2 separate regions of the Drosophila melanogaster genome follow, and region 2 is linked to region 1. A link is a contact called in public Hi-C data. All regions are on one chromosome and are shown on one strand. Each heading gives the region's core, a stretch centred on a gene start, on an enhancer-like site or on the middle of the called end of the contact. The rest is flanking DNA. Distances are from core to core; before and after follow the strand shown. Region 1 holds the start of lncRNA:CR40341 (long non-coding RNA:CR40341). Region 2 holds the start of CG16798.

Evidence for each region. Hi-C and Micro-C count contacts between places; a contact is called where the count stands out from the background.
Region 2: a contact with region 1 is called in a Hi-C map of the Kc167 cell line, with 1.8 times the contacts expected there. The contact joins the promoter of CG16798 here to the promoter of lncRNA:CR40341 in region 1. A contact is called at or near these places in 28 of 107 Hi-C or Micro-C datasets (the Clone 8 cell line, the D17-c3 cell line, the Kc167 cell line and 11 more).

Annotation. Positions count from the first base shown.
Region 1 is chr2L:20,244,464-20,250,471 of dm6, reverse strand. lncRNA:CR40341 (long non-coding RNA:CR40341) reads right to left here and starts at 2,433. Exons shown (of 2, transcript NR_124392.1): 1 at 2,049-2,433; 2 at 1,600-1,968. It overlaps lncRNA:CR40172 (long non-coding RNA:CR40172), which reads left to right and starts at 750. Exons shown (of 1, transcript NR_124393.1): 1 at 750-1,544.
Region 2 is chr2L:20,378,557-20,384,109 of dm6, reverse strand. It overlaps CG16798, which reads left to right and starts at 1,754. Exons shown (of 6, transcript NM_136186.2): 1 at 1,754-2,397; 2 at 4,518-4,830; 3 at 5,133-5,344; 4 at 5,466-5,553. The coding sequence starts at 2,178.

The sequences.
Region 1 (6,008 bases), core at 1,184-3,683:
ATTTGGGAAAGTTTCAGTTCGCTGTGCTCCTTTTTTTTACAGTACAAATTTTCAACGCTTAAGTGATTTTCGCTGTAGCATACTTTCGGATGCCATTCACATGCGTTCAGATTTTTAAAGTGGCGGCAAAAGCGGCGTTGGCGGTCAACACGCACTGCGGCATCAGCTCACACACACGCACACACTCGCACTCTTACAGGACTCTCAGGACCCCCTCAAAACACACCACCCCACAACGCCTCACCCCGCCACCCGTTTGTCTGCCCCTGTGGCGTGTGTCTGGCGTTAAATTGAAGGCGTTTAGCGTGGCAACCGAAGGACACTTAAATTGTTTTCGCTTTGCTACCGCTTTTCCCCCATTGCCGCTTGGCTGTTTTGACGCTCTCGTTTTTTCAGCTTATTTTTTCGTCGTTTTCCTGGAAAAAATCATAAAAAATGCATGGCCATATATTTTCTTGTTGCTCACACAAATTGCGCTATTATTTTTGTGTGTCTGCATTGAGTTGTCTATTAGGAGCGGCTTATAAAAGTTTCTTTTTGGTTTGTTACATTTCCCATGCAGTGCGTTCATTTGGCTTATTTCACATGTGGGCCAATGGTTATTTAGGCCAAGCATATATTTTAAATCGACGATGATGCCCAGAGTTGTTATTTCAGTTTCTAAAACGCTCTTAATTTTGAAATGATCTGCCAAAAAACTTTAAATACGAATTTATTTCGTATCCCTTTTCACTACAAATCAGTTGTTTTATGTGGAAATTTAATACTTTTACATTGCGTTTTTAGTTCTTGAAGAAATTCTTGTTTCCTATTTGCATCCTTAAAGTGTTGCTGTCATAGCCCAAAGGATCCGTTGCGATGTTCCGCAGGTCGAAACCTTTTTGTAAATGGATATGATGCTAAAATCCCATTCAACGGTGCAAACCTCGATGCCTGCTCACTTGGGACACATAAGACTTTCACGAGTGCCAAGCTGTTGACGGATTTAAAATAAGAAGGCGCGTTGAAATCTTAGGGACAATAGTCAAGGGAAGGCGGGGCTAAAATCTTTACAGGAAGCCCGAAAACAAATTGTAGCGGAAGCTCACCAAACACAATAAATGTTTAATAAGCCAAAACGACTGAACAAGAAAAGGCAGGCAAAAAATAGTCACTTTGAATCGGAACAGAAAGGAAAAGCGATACTGATGGGGAGCTGTCTGGAAAATGAAAAACATGGCCGATGGTATGTGCGTTTTGTAGCGGAAACTCAAGCGGATGCTTCGCCAGCAAAAACAAAGACGGCGAAAAGGAAAAGTGTGTAGCAGGGGATATTTATGCCATTTCAAACAAATTCCACGAGACACTTTGCCTGACATTTAAATTGTGTGGTGATGGGGAAGGCCGGGATGGAAAAACTACAAGCTGAAACAATGCTGATGATGAGTTTCACTCAGGCCACTAAGTGGGTCGCTTGAAAAAAGCCATAAACTTCACGAAGTGTATGGCACTCAAAAAGTCCACATCTCTTGGCTTTAATCACTTTTAAGGAGATATAGGAAATTAAAGCTGCCAACTATATGTATAGAATGATTTTAAAAATACAATACACCATTTATTCAAAAGCGTGATGATTGGTTTTTATTTTTGAACTTGAAGGAACCAAGAATGTTTATCCATTCTAACACATTTGGTTGAAGCCAATTTAGTTATGCATTTAGCGCTGATTTCATTAGCATTCGAAAGAGTGGCCTCTTGTCACCCAACGAAACCCACTTAAGTACGGTCCGGGGAATGTTCGAGTGTCCTTCATCTGCTGTCTGCTGGACAATCACTGGAGCACGACCCCAAACATTCACATTCCGATCCGCTGACCTAGGCCAATGCACACACTGTATCGCTCCAGTGTGGTGCACCGAGGGGTGGATGGGGGGGAAAGGCGGAAAATGGGGGAAATCGGGCGGGCGAGATAGGCAAAAAGTCAGTAAGCTGAAAATGAAATGAAACGCATAAGAATCGATTCGATTAGTGAAATGAAATTTACGCCAAAATAAATTTGCACGACTTACCGACTTGGCGCGCCTAAGTGTATGCCATATATTTTCCTCCCTCATTTTTCCCGACGCTTTTCCGGCTGCCATTGTTGTTGTCCTGGCCATGTCACGTTGTTGTTGCCGGCTTTCGTTGGACTTCTTGTTGCTGCTGTTGTTGTTGGTGTTGCTACTGGTGTTGTTGTCGTTGTTCTTGTCTGTTGTCGCCGGCGTCGTCATTGTCTCTAAACTTTTGTACGTTCATTAATCTTGCGAAGCGTTTTCACTGTTGCGCTCTGTATGTGTGTGTGTGTATGTTTATATTGGTTTGTGCTTGTTTCAGCCTGGCATGTCCTTCCGACCCCCCCCCCCCCCCACACACTTTTGCAGCCCCTCCCAAAAGTGAGTTTGCTTGCCTGTTCTGCCGCTTGTTTCCTTCCTCTCCGCCCCCCTCCCCCGCACTCACCACCCCCCGCCACACTTGCCGACATCCTCGTCCTTGTGCGGGACACTTGTGCGACAGTTGTTGCATGATAAGGTTTAATCTATTTAATTGTAATTGATATTTTCGCAAGATACGACAACCCTGCCTTTCTTTTCCCGCTCGCATTATTTTTTATTTGTTTCCTGTGCTTTTCCGTGTCTCTTACACCCATTTATAAACCAAATGAGGCGTCTACAACGTCGATAAGGATATAATCTGACTGTTGTTGGTGGCAACTTGTTGGCAACACAGGAGCTTTAGCGAGCAATCGGGGCTAAATCATAATTTATAAAGTGTCATGAAACGATAGCGAAGAGCAGTGAAGAGCAAATTCCTTTTTGGCTTTATGAAGGTAACCAAAAACAGTCTGAATTAAGCAAGTAATTAACTTCTTTTTTATTTTTTACAAAACACCATGGCCCTTTTGCCTTTTGCCAGCCAATTTTGCATTCTGTAACTAATTCTCGAAACTATTTTTTCACAAAAACGCAACCGAACAAAAGATTTGAGTTGGTTGAAATGCCACACCATGTGGCGATGGAACAAAAATTCTCCGGTTCTGTAGTATAATTTAATTATCCTTGTGTCTCTGGTTTTTTGTGCAGTAAACATTTTAGAATCTGGTATTTAGCATTTCAAAGCAAGCAAATTAAAAATAAACTTGTGAAGTATGTTGTCAACAAAGACAAAATTAATGTTTATAACGAAACCTTTAGTATCCGCATCCATGTTGGATACATTTAAACAGGCAAAAGACAAAGATAGGAATTAGTGGCGTTGAGTTAGGTAAATTAACTTTAATTTCGGATAGACAAGCTCCTTCCTCCGCCGGAAGTAGGGACTTTCACTTACACTTCCGCTTTGGGTTTTAGCCAGCCTTTTTGGCACCTGCTTAGACATTAACGGACGCGCAGCCCAAAATTTCCCCACCAGCTGCCGACCCAAAACATTTTCAGATAACCAGACGCATTGCTCACATCGATATTATTTATGCATGAGCAGTTGAGAACGAGAGGAGGGCCACAGAGAAAGCATTTTCCACAACACTGTAAATTTTAACGGCCAGGGGAGGGGAAGGAAGATTTTAACGGAAGGACTGGTTGGGGTTTCTCATCATTTCGCCCCCCGCCCACCAATCACGGCAGGGATAATAATTGTTGTTGCCTACTTGGCACACAGTCAGTCTACTCCTGCCACGTCCTGCCGCCTCCTGCCACGCCCCGTGTCATCCTCGGCTCTTGACTTTGGCTTCCTGTTTCGGCTTTTGTTTTTATTGCTTCATTTTCGATTATCGAGCAATGCACTTATCGCTGCCGAAGCTCTCGCCCATTGTCAACGTCTTCGATCTTTGTCAGTCGAAGGATAAAAAGTGGGCGGAGACAGTGGGGGGAGTGGCAAGTGGAGCTCAATCTCACAGTGTTGTTGCTTCACCCTGCCGAGTGCCTCATCTGTCTCTGTAATTGTTGCTTGTTGATTTCAGTCGCGAGTCCTTTTTCCTCCTCCCTTCCACACTCCCGATTTTATACTTATTTTTCTAGATACACATATTATATGCATGTATATATAGCCAGCCGTATACAATATACATATATTTATAGCGAGCGGCACGCGAAGTCAGGCCTTTCAGCCTGTCTAGGCCAAGTCCTTGCCCCTCGCTCTGTGCACTCCAAGGATTCAAGTGGCAAATGGCAACTTGGCCAGCGTGTCAAGCACTCCGCGCTGCAGCTGTCCTTCCACTTCGGCTTTTGCACTTGGGCCTTCCGCGAACAGTGCTGCTTGTTTTGGCCAGCTGCAAAGGAGTGAACTTGAGTGGTAAATGCAAGGGAAATCCGAGTAAATAATGTATAAAAAGATTAAGGAATAACAGATATTCTGGTTTTTGAAATCAAATGCTACATAAAAAAGAAACTCCATGTAATACTCATGCTAGGAACTCGAAATTTGCAGTATTGTAAGACTTAAGATGTAGATACATGTTTGATATGGAAGATAGCCTTTGCTTGCTCGCAAAATGGAAATTTATTATACACAATGTCGAATACAATTGAATGGATGTAGTAATAGAGTATGGCAAGTTCATATGAATTATAATAGCCCCTCTTCTCGTTAAACCTCTATATTTTGCTAGCAAGTTTATCCAACTAAATTCCCATCTATGCGACATGCAAAGCTAATGTAGCATTTAGAGGTTTTCATTATAAATTGATCCCTGATCCATTTGTGTTTGGCTTTCCTTCAGAAATCAAACATGGAGCAGCGACTGCTGAGCTTGTTTTAATCAGCACAGGACCATCCGCCGAGGGCCAGTTGGTGTGGCCTCTGATCGGATAGCCAGATAGACAGAGATGGAGGAATGGCCAGTGGCTGGCTTCTCGTTCGCCTTTTGCCAGCGTCATCCACTCACCAATTTTGTCACTAATTTAACTCTTCCGCTGCCACTTAGTCGCTTTTCACTGTAACTAACTATGTCCCAATCCAACGCCCCGCCTCCGCGAACTCGGCCAAAGCCTAAACCCAAAAACCTGGCGAAATGCAGAGCAACGTGTACCAATTGTGCAGTGTGGCAACTGGCGAAAAGAGCAATAACGGCCAGCAATCGCAGATGGGGAAAAACTGGGCCTCGGAAAACGGCGAGCTGCTGGAAACTGAAAACTGAAAACTGGCAGCAGAAAACTGGTGGCGTTGAAAAATGTTCGCTTGGCATTTGCCGAAAAAGTTTTGTGCGCTCACACAAAATGCACGACAAATGCCAAAAGCTTCTGCTTGTCGAATGCAGGACTCAAAGCCAGTCGTCCTGGCAGCATCGCAGGACCCCACCCCCCGCACTCCCCTGCTCCTGATAGTGCTTCTCCTTCTCCCCCCTCAAATCTCATGTCTGTCGTCCTGGCTGGCTTTAGTTCCTTTTGTTTTAGTCAGGTCGAGCGCCATTTTCTAGCAATTTTTACTTTTTAATTGACATTTGTTTGTTTATGTGTTGGTATTATAGAACTGCACACGGACATGTATACATACTCATACACATATATACGTATTATGTCCATGCATGGCATGCATACGTGCATTGTCCTCGTGTTGGTGAGCACTTTACGACCGGCGGCAGACATTTTTGTAATTATAGCGCAAAATTGATTTGATTTTTGAGTTTAATAAGTATTGACAGGATTTTTAATGAAGTGGGCAGCGTCGAGTGTGTGTCGGCATATGTTTTGCCACGCCCACCCGTACGAACGTGCCCAAGTAAGTGTTTGCCTTTGCGGGTGTGGGAGTTGGTTAGTGGGCGTTGTGCACAAATCAGCCCAAAGTATGCAACATTAAAATGTAATTGTATAATTTTATGCAAAGCGCTTGTAAAAGTCATTGACTTCATACGAGATTCCATTGTTGGCGGCTATTAAACTGATGCTGCCCAAAAGTGCCCAATTTAAAAGAGGGAATTTCCCGAAATCGCAACGCGGGTGTTTTAAATTTAAATTTAATCTTTTATGCTTGTTTTTCGGTTTTCTATGTATTTTTTA
Region 2 (5,553 bases), core at 505-3,004, 130 kb before region 1:
GCCAAGCGAATGACAGAATGGATCCGAGAACGGGACTTGGACTCGGCGGCGGTATGCAAATCAGTTTACTGTGGCGACGACAATGATGGCCGCCACTCAATTATGCGCTGCGCAGGAAAGACTTTTGCTGCCTACTTTCAGGCAGACAACAAAACAAAAAAAAAAAACAAATGAGAAGTGTGAGGAAAACGCTTTCGATTTTCCGATACCCATTTATATTTATATACTGATTTTAAGGAAAACACATTTCAATTTGAGACCCAAAATCCCTCTTCTGTTGCCTCGGTGAAATCCTTTGCCCATGGGAAACACGTCAAGGGATTTTACGTGGCCAACAGGTGTTCCAATTGTTTGGGCTTCGTGTCGGTGGTATATTTAGATCGCAGAGCCTCATTAAATTTTTAATTAACGGAATTAGTGGAATGTGTGTTGCCAAGTGCGCACGAATGTCGAGGGATTCCGACTCCTGTGACGGACTCGAGGCATTCTGGTGGCTTTGGGGCGTTCCGTTTTATTATTTATGTCCGGTAAGTATACTCCTGGAATACCTCTTCGTGTCGCCCTAGGGAAGCATGACGTTACAGGTGCCCAGGAAATTTTTATTTAGGACCAAATTGTTCTTGAAACCCTGGCCTTGACATCCTAAAAATAGACGTACTGGCTTTATGTCACATCGCATATATTAACCTGTCTAATTATAATTAATGATAATTATCATACTAATGGGTGGCCAGGGACAAAAGGTCTTATATACATACATATATTACAGGAAATTACCATGCGTGCCACTGGGTTAAAACCTTTTCCGAAGCGGAAGCGATGGAAATTATGCCATATACAATAAAATGGTTTACCTTATCATGGAGCTAAAGCTCAAGCGATAAGCAGCAAATTACTTCTAATAAAGATGTTGACTCGTGTGTTTTTTCGAAGGACAAATGACTGTAATATAAAATACTTCAAAGAAGTTCTACGTAAAAATAACCACAACAGTAATATAAAATTTCCATTTTAGACACTTTTCTGAGACATAAACTAACTTCAGGGCATAATATTATTTAAAAGAGCAATCCCTTTTTTTTTTATAAATACCTGATAGACAAAAGTAGATGGCTTTAAAAGTTTGCGCACTGGTCACTTCATCAAAAGACCTCAATTATGCAATGAGTGCCAATAATTAATTATATATTTTCATTATGCCATTCGTTGCGTACACTTTTCATTTATTTTGTAGCATCTTTTGTGGCAGAGAAACTTTTTGTTCGAGCTTATAATTGACTGTGCTCGGCACAAAGTAACTGGCAAATTATTTATGAAAATGCTGCCTGGCCCGCTATAGAAACCTAATAACAATAATATTGCTGATTAAGCATTAATCAAAGCCGCCAGCTGGGCAAATCAACAACAAAGACGCCAAACTAAAGCCACAAGACAATGGGAGTCGCATTGGAAGTCGGAGAAAAGGGAAAGTGATGATCTCGGTTCGATGAAATTTATGGAACCCGGCTGGTTTAATTATGGAAAAAGCTCGGCCCAATATATGGGTTTTAAATGTAGCCTTTTGGTAACAAAAGAAAGCACAGCAGCAAAATTGGCTGTTTGTCAACTGATAAGCGGCTGCTGATAAGGGAAAAGCCATTTTCACATTTTCCATCTCTCATGGGAGAGAGAGCGCTAGAGAGCGGAAAGCTTCGGCGAAAGCTTTGCTTTTCGGCCTTGGCATTGGCTCGCTTTTTAACTAAGACTTCGGCTTCGTTTATGGCCAACAGCTGATCCGAATTGGCCAGATGTTGGGCTGCCTTTGGCCCGCTGATTCAGTTGTGCCGCACAGGTTAACGCGAGCGGTTCTTGTGTCGGAACATTCGGTACCAAAACTTCGGACGCTGCGGCTTTCGTACTATTTATGATTTTTTGTGTTGTGACAAATGCGATTTATTTGCGGACAAAAGTGGCTTTTGGCAATCAGCTGGTATTGTTCTGCGAGAGCCGTACCAAATAGTGCATAACATAAAATAAAACAAAACGAGTACTGGAAAAAAAAAAGTATCTAAAGTCAAACATTTGGGTCCCCTGGCAACACTTGCATTTTCCCTCACGACCAATCGCCCAATATAACTCCCGGCTGACACACATTTGATGAGAACAAACAGCAAACTTAAAAAAATCTACCGAAAATAATGTCAACGAAATCAATGGCAGCCCACGGCAGCTGCAACATGTTGCTGCTGTGTCTTCTGCTCCTGCTGCCGTCGGTCTCCCCCGTCCGCTTGCCCAAAAGCAGCAGCAACAATGCAACAGCAGCAACAACAGCAGCGACCGCATCAACCGAATCAACCGCAACAGCAGCAACAACTGCTGCAATCCGCAATGCCAATGCCAAGGCTGGTAGCAAATATGGTAAGTCCTATGAGCCGAGGAATAAATTCAGACAATCGCAGGGCCAGTTAAAGTTGCAGCTACTAAAAGTCTGCGGTCGCAGGCATGTCAGCTGCACAGAAAAAAATAACTTTAAATATTAGTTTCTCATTTGCCTTGTAAGCAGCACATAAGCAGCAAGCAAATTAGAAATATGATTTCTTACGTGAAAACTCCATCTGCTGCGCAATGTTATATAGAAACATAAACATTTTTCCAAATAGCCTTTTTAAGATTTAACTAGAACACAATATTTTTTAGCGTGTTGATTTTCCTGTTTACCTATTCTTGTCGAATGTTGGCTAATTGCACTTGGTCACGATCAAGCGCTTTTTTCCCTGAACCTAGTTATGTTCCTTGTGGTATTTTCCCTACGTCTGCCCTTGGTGGCAAACGAAAGACTCAGACAACGAACTTGCCCGGCGGCCAGCTTTTTCTGCACCGTGTGCCAATCATGTGGGCACGCGGGAAATGTGTCGACATTTCCTTTTGGCCGCTAAATGAGGGCGGCTGGCACGCCCAGAGCCGCAGAGCGGAAATCGCAAAGAGATTTTCAATGGAGAGCAAAAGTGTCATTAGGCCGGGACAAAATGCCAGTAATTGTTGGCCACAAAACACAGGTTTCGGCCGTTCTCTCTCTAATCGAATTAGCTAAAGCGGTGCAATTACATCGCCATACGGTGACAGATCAAGATTGATCTGGCCAGATGATTGAAGGCAATTTGTCCGACGATCTTGTATTACAGAACTTCCCGCTGGCTGTGGCCAATGGAAAATTAATGAATCTCTGGTCGGGTCTCATCGACACTTCCACTTCCTGGCTTGCATAACACTGCAGTGACGGCCTACGAAAATATGGCCTAACCGAAAATTTGTGCACCGTCATAGATAGTAGAATTCCCAAGATCGAAAAGCACCATTAATCATTGCGATGCTGCAATTGAAGTGTCTTTCATTTCTGCATCGCATTTTTATTAATTTTCTGCTGGATTTTGGCTCAGCAATGGCATCTAGCCGTAGCCCCGATTTCAGAATTTGTGCCATCGCAGACTTTTCACTTTTCCATGTTCTCTGTGCGAAATTCGCCTAAAAATGCTGCTGCTACCATGCACAGACACACACAAAATCGGTGTCAATGATTTCAACATGGGAAAAGCATGGTAAAGACAGCCACCCGAAGCTGCAACAACTGCAACATTGGCAACATCACTACATGGCCAAACACAAACAAGCTAGCTTCGGCAACTGGCATTTCTAATTGCAGATTATGCAAGGTTCTGGCTCAGAAGAAGTCCCCAAGCTGGCGGGCTTGGGAAATCGCCTGGAAATCGGGGCTAAGTGGGCACGGAAAATTGGAAATTTACCGGGACTCGACGTTGTGATTAATGGATAATTGATCAGGGATTTATTGTTACGAATCTCGAGGAAGCGTTTTTTGCAAGCTAAGTTTGTAAAATGCATTATTTTCTCAGCTTTTATGCTGTGTTGCTGCTGACTTTTAATGCTAAGGTATAATTTCCGTTCTTATTAGAATGTGCAGCATCAATGCGATTCGAAAATGTAATACTACATTATAGCTCGTTCAATCAAAGTTCTTGGTAGCATTTAAAGCCCAAGTACCAAGTTGCACCATCCCTTTAGCCGCAACATCCAGCATCATCATCGTCGTCAGGTCTAGTTCTTATTCCGACTTAACTACCTGCCCCCCTTGGCTAATTCACGTCACACTCCGAGCCAGATCCACCATCACTCGCAGCTGGAGTGGAAGTGCAGAGCTGGTGACTCCAACTGGCAGCACACTTCAGATCTTCTTCTGCAGATCTGCCAGTGGGAACAACCACTTAGTGGGGTCCACAAAAAACCAACCGAATGAAACAGAACTAATCCAAAAGCGTGTCTGAAGCTCAGGCGGCGGAAAACGAGTTCCTTGCCCCGAACCTATGCTCTTGCAGCAAAGTAACTAACCATGGTGGCTGATTTGCATGCAAGACCAACAGCTACCAACTGCCAACTACCAACTGCCATTGCCACTGCCACGAATCTTGGCTATAACCCCGTTTTCCCGTTGCTGCCCATGCTCATGCTTTTGTAACCTTCGATAGAGATACGCGGCGTTGCCGGTGAACCAAATTACAAATCGGTGAATCTGACCTGGGAAGTTGAATTCGTGCCGTCGGCCCATGACACAGATTCGAGCCCCAACTCCAACTCCAGAGCGGACCAGGTGAACGCGACAAATATGAGCGGCGATGTGGAACCGCCCCGGGATCTGGCATTCCAGATATTCTACTGTGAGATGCAGAACTACGGCCCACAGCGGTGTCGCGTCAAATTGGTGAATGGCACCACCGCCGAGGTGTCCCAGGAGGAGAATGAGAAGGCGACGGATCAGCAGGAGAAGCATGAACCCTCAGGGTAAGTGGTTTTGCCATTTAGGAAATGCAAAAGTTCGTAAGAATGTTGGTGCACTTTAAATTCGAAATTTAATTGGATTTGCCTTTAACGAACAGAAGAAAATGAAAATATCTTTAGGCAAATATTTCAAAAGAAATACAAATACATTCGCGTAATCTTAAATAAAATGATATATAAGTAATAAAAGAGTTATACTCCTAGCTCATCCGCTCAACTGGAAATAGTTGATCAAATTTTTAGTGCAAAGCTGAATACGATTAAGTTAAGTTACGTTTAAGACCATTTACTCAATGCCTTTGTAGGTCCCAGGTGCACCACTTTGTTGCTGCCGTGGACAACTTGCGCATGGCCACCAAATACAGTTTCCACGTTCGCCCGGCTGCTCAGAAGCGCCTCCAGGCGGGCGGAACTCGCAGCTCCAATGCCCGGGCAGACTTTCACGATGAAAACAACGAGATCGAGAGTGGATCCGGACATCTGGCGGGCCAGAGCATCGTCATACCCACCAAGGGCTGTAAGTGGTTTCCAAGTATTATTTAAGTTTACAACCAACTTACGCTTGTAAAAAGCTGAAGCACTGAAAACGTCGTACGTAGTACTTTTTCAAAACGTATATATTTTCCAAAACTTACCAGTCACCGCACATGCCACCCAGTGTTTGCCGCATGCCTCAGAGATCGAGGTGGAGACGGGTCCGTACTTCGGAGGACGCATCGTCGTGGA